Regions from separate parts of the Mus musculus genome. Here region 2 is linked to region 1. The links are chromatin contacts, called in public Hi-C maps. All regions are on one chromosome and are shown on one strand. The core of a region is the stretch at or near the end of the contact, and the rest is flanking DNA. Distances in the headings are between cores, read along the strand shown. Region 1 has its middle 55 kb from the start of Gm30184. Region 2 holds the start of 1700017G19Rik (RIKEN cDNA 1700017G19 gene).

Region 1 (4,171 bases), core at 1,582-4,081:
TGGGTCCTGAGGTTCGAACTCAGATTGAGAGGTTTGACTGCAAGCGCCATTTTCTGTTGAACCATCTTGTAGGCCCCGAATGCTTATTTTAGACTCTACTTCTACTTATCAAAAAAGTTTGCTATAAACAAGTATAGCATCCTGTGCCAGCAGCAGCTTCCATACCTCAGCTTGCTCTATCTCTCATTTACATAAAGGAGCTTAGTCAGGTGACTGACATATGCTACCCAGTCATGTTAGTCTACAAAATGCCCGCCGCACAACCAAACTGCCTAATTACATATTCTCAAAAAATTCCTGATTATTACGTGACGACTAACTGCACCAGTATCTAATGTCCTCTTCCTGTCATAGGCTGAACAAATCTCATCTGAGCACAGAGCACCAAAGGCTTCCTTTAGTCTTTTCAGGAATCTGAGCTCATAAACTTCCTTTAAAGATTTATCACTCCATAAAAATATGAACTAGGTATTTCCTTCATTCATGTTGTGAGCGGGCATTATACCTTTTTAGGCCAGAATGACAATTGTGTATAAAGCTGTGTCCTCAAGAGTTTGTTAGCCTAGCTGTGAATGTGGACAGTGTGGTGGGCAATATGGCCAGATAGAGATAAGATTGCTGGAGAGCAAAGTCCACCTTCATGAAGGAAGGTTGCTGGTATCTGTGAGGACTACAGAGGCAGGGTAGGTGATGTTTTCCTTCACTGCAGGAATCGGAATTGCTAATTTATTTTAATTTTGAGCAGGTTGGCTCTATGAGAGAGGGCTAATCTCTGTTTTCCTCTCCTTAGCATTGAGTTGGGCATCTGATGGACGCTGGGAAACACGTCACAGTGTGGCTGAGGAGCAATTGAATACCTTCTGAAACTCATTTGGAGGAAGCAAAACCATTTTTGGAAGTTACATATTTCAAAATTCATGATTTTTCAGAAAATGGAATTCTTGAATACCGCAGAAGAAATTTCAGCCAAGAAAACCCTTTTGTGGACTATTATTGTTCAGTGACACTCAGATTGTCGCCAGAACATAGCTCTAGCCATCACTGACATCATCGTTGTAGTGACAATGGCCTGGTTTACAAGACATAGTTAGCATATTTTCTCATTTCATTTTAAAAACAGAATGCTATGCTCTAGAACAGTTTTCGGATGTACAGGAAAACTAAACGGCTCTGAGAATTCTCAGTGTCTCCAGCCACTAATGTCTCTGAGCACAGCACGTTTGCTGCCATGAACGAACTGGTATTATATGGCATTCTCAGTATGGACACACAATCACATGGACTGTCTTACGTTTTTCACCTAACTCCCTCTTTCTGTCCTGGGATTCTATCTCTGGAACCACATTGTATTTAACTGTCTTGTTGTCTTCTCTTCCTCTTCACTGTGACAGTTTTCAGACACTCTTGTCTCTGATAGCCTTGGCATTTTAGGGGTTTCATGGTAAGCGTTGTGAAGAATATCCCTCAGTCCACCCTTTTCTGTTTCTCAGGTTAGGACTGGGGATGTAAGTTTTCTTTTGGAGAGTTAGAATAAACAGCATACTCCTGGACAAATCACACCAAGCCAGCACAGGTCTGAAGTGGGAGGCTTTATTAACAGAGGCACCTCTGAAGGGTAAGGGGAAGATGTGAAGATAAGAGAGAATTATGTGTCAGGGGTTTGAGTCTTTTATCCAGCCGTGACAGAGGTGACACATTCGCAGGGAGGTGTTCGACGGGTGCCATGGCAATGGACCCAGAAGTGGTGCTGTTGCCTAGAGGTGACATAGTCGCTGGGTCCGGGAACTGGCAATAAACAGTTTCTGGCTATCCATGGATGCACCTAATGCTAACATGGAGAAAGGTTACAGAGATTGTAACTTTTTCAAGAGTGCATACCTTAGGCTTGTCTTATCGTTTGCAGTGTTGATGATGAACACCTGGCTGAAGGAGTATCCCAGGGTGCTCCACTGTGGAGTTAATTCACCCTTCCTCCACCATCCATCTGGCTCCATCAGATTATAACAATGTTGGTGTCATGAAACCAGCAATTGTTTTGAGACAGGATCTCAGGTAGCCCAGGTTGTCCCAGACTTGCTATGTAGCCAAGGATGACCTTGGTCCTGATCCTCCAGTCTTCACCCCCTAAGTACCAGGATTACAAGTGTGTGGCACCAAGCCAAAATTCTATGGTGCTGGGGACTGAACCCAGTCAAAAATTCTGGGCAAGCACTCTCCCAACTGAGTTACACATCCCTAGAAACAACAACAAAAATATAATAAATCATAGGCTCCTTATGAAGGTCTAGTACATAAGGTTTCCAAATGTGCCTTAAAATATTAATGAATTAAATATATTAAAGGTATTAAATATAAGCCTTTAAGCTAATCCTTTCACTGACAGTTCAAATTAACAAATGTTTAAGAAATCTGAGGTCCTGGTCTAAGATCATGCAAGAGAGATTCTGGACAAGAGAGTCTGTGATACATATTAAAGCTTGCATCTACTTAGGGCAGCCACTTACTCTTTTTTAAAGAGCAAAGCTCAAGTTATATGACCTTCTGGGTGCCTGCTAAGTGATTTGTGACACAGACATTTTGAGCACACGCGGAAGAGAGAGCCTTATCCAGCGGGTTTTTCTTTTTCAAGGTAGTTTCAGACAAGAACAGGGGCAGAAATGTCTCCTTTCTCCCTTCATTTTGGATTCCATTTAACTGAGACTGGAAATTCGAGATGAAAATATGAAAGAACAAGAGAGGGAGAGGTGGGAGCAGCAGTCTTAGCCCGGAGGGGTGGGTCTGAGTGATTTATGATGGGCCAGGGGAAGTGGGGGGCCTCTTCCACACTTCTCAGGAAGGCCGCGATGAGTTGCAGTAACAATCCCTTGACTACTGCAGCCTTGTTCAAATAAGTCCTTCTGTATTCCAGCTTCCTTTCAAGCTCATGAGCGGTACCCACCTCAGCTTAAACGGCCAATCGGTTTCTTTCTGCCTCGAAGAAGGAAGTCTCTGAGGAGCTTTGCAATTTTACTAGCTCAAGAACGTCAACACTCAGCCTGGACCAGATCGGTCACGGAGGCAGCAGTTGCTCTTTGTGAAAACACATCTCTCCTCGGGCTTTAAATCACAGCGTTTCCCTCTCTGCCACTGGCTTTCTCCGTGGAAACGGACTGTAGTTTGATTACTTCTCTACCACTCATCCAAGAATTCCTGACTCCTGTGGGAATTGAATGCAAACCCGGAATGATGTTTGATTTTCTTCTCATGAATGGCAGAAGAGGGACAATCCCAAACACTCTTCCAGCGTCATTAGGAGGAAATACCTCATGAGATCGTGAGGCATCAAATTTGACTTTCTCGGAGGATTTTGTATTCAGAGATGCTGGTCCGAGAGACTGGTAGAACCAGGGTTCTCAGGTATATGGCATTGTCTCAGTTAGGATTACTCATGCTGTTATGAAATACCATGACCAGAAGGAACTTGGAGGGAGATTTATATGGTCTATATATCCCGAATCACAGACCATTGCCAGAAGCTAAGACTGAAACTCAAACCAGGCATAGGTAGGAACCTGGAAGCAGGAGCTGATGTAGAGGCTGTGAAAGAGAGCTAAACTGGCTCACTTCCTCAGCCTGTCTTCTTACAGAACCCAGAACCATAAGCCCTGAGACGGACCCACCCACAGTTGGTGGGCCCCGGCACACCAATAACTAGTTAAGAAAATGCCCCGTATGCTTGCCCACAGGCTACTCTTATGGAGGCGTTTCCTCAATCGAGCTTCCTTCCTTTAAAATGGCTTCAGCTTGTGTTAAGTTGACATAAAACTAGCCTGTACAAGCAGGCTGGGGACACAGTCTTGAAGGTCATGAACTTGGGAGCCAGGCCACATTAGGCTCTAATGCTGACTTGGGCACTTAGACTTTGTATACCTGGTGCAGGTTCCTTAAACTTTCTCTGCCTCAGTTTCCTTACCTGTTCATAAGGATAACAATAGTCCTGGCTCCCGAGGACACTCTGAGGATTCAGTCATGACAAATGTAAAACACTTAGACAGGTTTATTACATATTCTGTGTTACTACCTACTATTTGTGACTAAATGGTGAATCCTGAGATTCTCGAGAAAGAAAGGACCAAGTCCACATTTTTTTTTTTTTTCAATTTAAAGCAAACTGTATTTGGGAGTACTTGAG
Region 2 (4,427 bases), core at 425-2,924, 120 kb before region 1:
GAGGCTCCCGAGACCCTTCCTTCCCTAGTTCATCCCGTCAGTACTCTGTCTCAGCGACAAGAAACAGATGAGGACACGCATGCATCATCTCACACTGTGTCCCGTGGTCTGTGCAATCATTAAATACCAGCTGAAAGTAAAAACTGGATTTCTAACTCCATCCTTAGCAGGTCTCTCACTGGTGTCACTGATTTTATTCTTATATTTAGGCATTTTTATTACAATATTCTTTTAAAGATCTTTCCCTGGGATCATAATGAAAGCGCCGTAAAGCACAGCACAAACCATCCTCCTCCTAACACATTCCTTCTCCTGGTCCAGGCCATGGGCTGCAGTGTGTGTTTTGTGTGCTGCCTTCTTTGGGGAGTGGGCACAGAAAGGTTGTTAAGAATACTGTTTTTGGGCTGGGGAGACAATGCAATTGAAAAAGTGCCTCCCTTAAAAAGCTTGAAGATCTGAAACCCACCACTTTTCATGCCAACCTAAAAATTTAATTTAAAAAGCAATTTATCTTTGACTTTATTTTAGTGATTTAATTGTTTATTTTGTCTTGGTGGCTTTTTTAAAAAATAGCATTGCAATTTGATCAGTCTGTGATAACTGGGAGAAAAATCAGGTTTACAAGTAGTTTGTAAATACGATGTGAAATCATTCAGGTGATTTTAAAAGATGATTTAAGAGATTTCAAACAATCAGCATAACCCATGTTAAATTAAGAAAGGACGAAAGGAAGGAAGGAAGGAAGGAAGGAAGGAAGAAAGAAAGAAAGAAAGAAAGAAAGAAAGAAAGAAAGAAAGAAAGAAAGAAAGAAAGAAAAATCCCCTTTTAGGTTTAAAAAAAGCAAAAGAGCGCCACCTTGTGGTTTTCAGAAGTAATGTCCAATTTGTATTTGCTGATTTGGAATCCTCTACAGCAAAGCTGTTGATGCAGCTCCTGAATCATATGGAATTAGTCCATCTTACGATTATCTATTTTTTTGGGGGGGGGGAAGTGTCTTGTTTTAATACTGGAAGGTTCTAGAGACTTCTCTTTCACACCTTCCCTGCACACTGCGTGTGATGGGGAAATTACACCGGACGGACAGTAGGGGTGAAATCCCTACTTTCTTTGGCTCCTGGTGAGGTCACGCCTCCCCTAGGCTGCTGACCTAGCACAGGAGGGCTGAGATAGACCGCACCCTGGGGGAAAGATGGACTCTGTCCACTTAGGACAGCTGTCCTGGACTTTTAGTTCCTTCTTTTCATGCAAACATTTCCCTTTACAGAATCCTTGTATATTCGACTCTGCTTTGGTGCCTGCTTCTCTAAGACTATCTTGAGATCCCATCTGAAAGTCTCATGGAAAGTGAGGATGTGGAGACAGGAGACTTAGATTCTAGGATTTGGACTACCTTGTTATCAGTACCTAGTGCTGAAAGGGCAGGTGTTCTAGAATACCGGTGGGCTCAGAAGCTCCAAGATCACAGGCAGTACTTCTGACGTAGCCTCTGCCTTACGTCACTGCAGCCACGATGGCTTTTGTATAACCCTGACGGTGCGATGCGTCAAGTCAAATCCCCTTCTAGAATCACACTTCTGTGAAGAGCCATGGGTGTCATCTCCGTAAACGCACAACGCATCATGTTGATTGTTACGTTTAAGCATAAGGGCCAGTTCCTCTAGGGAGACAGATTCGTTGGACTTTTATCACTGAAATGGGAAGCATGCTATTGTACCGCCACTGAGGACTGTCCGTGTTGTGCCGGGGCAGAAGAAGGTTTATGGTTCTTGACAGAAAAGCCACGGTAGTTACAGCTTTAAAAACTGCAGAACGGTCTACCGCACTCTTGCTTGTCCCCTGACACCACATGGTGCCAGGACCCTAGGAAAATAAGGTCGAGAGGCAGAGGCAGAAAGGAAACAAACAACACAGCAAGGGGGTGGAGAGTTCAGAGAGAGCCTCTGCCTTGCTGCTGGGTGACCTCAAACCTGGGTGAGTCACATGCCTTCTTTAGCTTGTTTCTGTATCTGGCAGAGAAACAAATATCCATCTTAGATTGAAGGCAAAACAAAACATCCCCTTCCCCCCAAAACCCACTTGAGAACATTTAAAACGAAGCACATTTGTCTACTGAGGTTTTATTATTATTGCTAACTTTATTTTTATGAAATTATCTGCTAAAGAAAACAATTAGGCATCTTAATCTTTTATTAGGAATTATTTGCACCCCACTCCCTCACACCTCCACCCCTCACCCCAATACCCCCACCCCATCCCCCACCTCTGCAGGCAACACTGGCTTTGAACTTGCTACATAGCTGGGCTTGACCTCCTATTCCTTCTGTTTCTACCCCTAGGTGTTGGGCTTACAGGTATGAGCCTGACTCAGAGATGTCTTTGAAATATTCTGAATCAATTATTTAAATAGAAATATTGACTTTCCTTTCCTCCTGCTCTGTAAATTATGTGGATTATTTACTAATAAAAATCATGTTATTTAATTACACTTCAAAGGTTAAGACAGAATAACTATGAGTTAATTTGAGTGCCTGACCTGTAGGAAGCAGAAAAACAGGGGTAAAGGAAGGTCATTTGGTACTGCCTGACTGCGGAAGCAGGGGATGAAAGCGGACATCTTTGTAGACAAGCAATAAATAACATTTTTTTCTCCAATAGAATTTTTGGTGTTCTTTCAGTCCTTTTTTTTTTTTTAAAAAAACCTGTTAATTTGTCTCTACAAATTATATTTTAAGACTATAATCTTGATATTATATCCTGCCTGACTTATTCATTTGTAATTAAAACATAAAATGATAGCGCCCAACTCTTCTTTATGTCTTATGCAATCCTGAAACATATGACGTTACTATGAAATACTTGATATTGCACTCTGCTTAATCTAAGCAAGAAGAGAGTGACAATCTGAGACGCTCAGGAATGCACAGGGCTTGGGTGGGTACAGGGAGTCAGCTCAGGTCATCTGAGGAACACCATTCCCCCCCCCCCCCCCCGTTTGGTCCAAGCTTCGTATTCCTGGGTTAGAGTCTGGCCAAGGTTGTCTTCTGTGCCCATTCCTTGGTCCTCAGATTGTGGAGTGTCAGTTCTACAGAAGATGAACAGCCGGATGGTTCTTATTCTTTCCACGACTTCTTGGAATGATTGCTGGTATGTAGAGAGTTACGGCAGACACACTGGAGCACTGCAGTTTGGCACCTTCCCAGGTAAATTATATCCGTTTCCTGTTTTCTTTCTCCAGAAGGGCCATTACCAACAAGGGCACTCACTCCTCAGGGGCACTGGATGCATGTGCAAATGGAGTTTATATTGTAGAAATAGAAGCTCTTTGTAGGCACACACAGGAGTGGCTCTTGAGACAAATTGTATGTTGCGTCTTTGAGAATGACTCTTGCAACTGCTTTAGGGTGTTATTAGCTGGAAAGGAGGCCACATGGGCACACTATGTATATCCAAAAAATTTACAGGTACTTCTCTGATCTTCACCACTTTGATCTTCACCTCTCTGATCATATAATACTGTGATATCTATTATTTAAGCAATATACTATAATGTGTAAAACACTTTAGTTATTCAAATTTTATTATGTATGAGTTATCTACTTATTTTTTTGCTTTTGAGACAGCCTCACTTCATAGCCTATGCCCTCTTGTAACTCATTAGCCCAGGCTAGCCTTCTACTGCTGATCCTCCTGCCTCAGCCTCCCATGCACTGGGATTAAAGGTGTGAGTCTGGCAATTTTTAAGTCCTTTTGAACTCTTATTTTAACAGACAATTTATCTTTCTCTTCTTCAAACATGTATTCCAACAAACACTAGAGGGCATTCATCGCTCTTCTCAAAAACCTAAAATGCCATGGCTTAACAAAGCTGAGGAAATGATGGTTTTCTTCATATTTTTATCCCTAAATTTTTGTGCTTTTACATACATTTTTTTCTCTAAGTTGGGTAGCTATGATATGAACATATCCTTCCCGGCCTTCGGAAACTAATTTTTCACATTAGGTGAAAATCTAATGGAAGTCAGGTAAATTTCAAGACAGGCTGTGTAACTCAAGAAATTGTCATCTGGGTATTTGAGTTCTGTCAGCGAGTGCTTTCATTTCTGAGGACAGGTACAGCTCATTCGACAGCTCCCCACTTTGAGGTGAGCGCTCTCCTGAGGAATGCCAGTCTGGCTGGTGCAGAGGGTGGAGGCCACAGAGAGCCCCAAGAGAAAGGCAAGGAGGATTCTCTCTGACAAGGATCTGGAGAACAGTGGACATGAACCCTTCGGTTTTATCTGATGGGACATCTCAGGCTAATGGTTGAAAGGACAGTACTATGAAGCGTTCACGGCTCTTGGGTTCCATGCTTTTGTGTATGGGATATCTGTTTACAGATCATCTACCACACATCCACTGCGTTCCTCACTTGGCTGCGTTATAACCTG

What was found. A called contact is a pair of places that touch in the nucleus more often than the background predicts.
Region 2: a Hi-C map of nephron progenitors shows a contact between it and region 1, with 1.8 times the contacts expected there. The contact joins the promoter of 1700017G19Rik here to the enhancer-like site in region 1. A contact is called at or near these places in 4 of 39 promoter capture datasets (the 3T3-L1 cell line, embryonic stem cells and hippocampal neurons) and 6 of 484 Hi-C or Micro-C datasets (the G1E-ER4 cell line, adipose-derived mesenchymal stem cells, embryonic fibroblasts and 3 more).

The regions. Positions count from the first base shown.
Region 1 is chr3:40,397,146-40,401,316 of GRCm38.p6, reverse strand. No RefSeq gene overlaps it. Among named protein-coding and RNA genes, the nearest start is that of Gm30184, 55 kb to the left of the region's middle. Within about 2 kb of position 2,831, at least 10 of the 459 cell types and tissues checked have an H3K27ac peak or open chromatin away from gene starts, as enhancers often do. A contact at or near this core is called in nephron progenitors, where this site is marked.
Region 2 is chr3:40,520,159-40,524,585 of GRCm38.p6, reverse strand. It overlaps 1700017G19Rik (RIKEN cDNA 1700017G19 gene), which reads left to right and starts at 1,674. Exons shown (of 6, transcript NR_040445.1): 1 at 1,674-1,971; 2 at 3,066-3,200.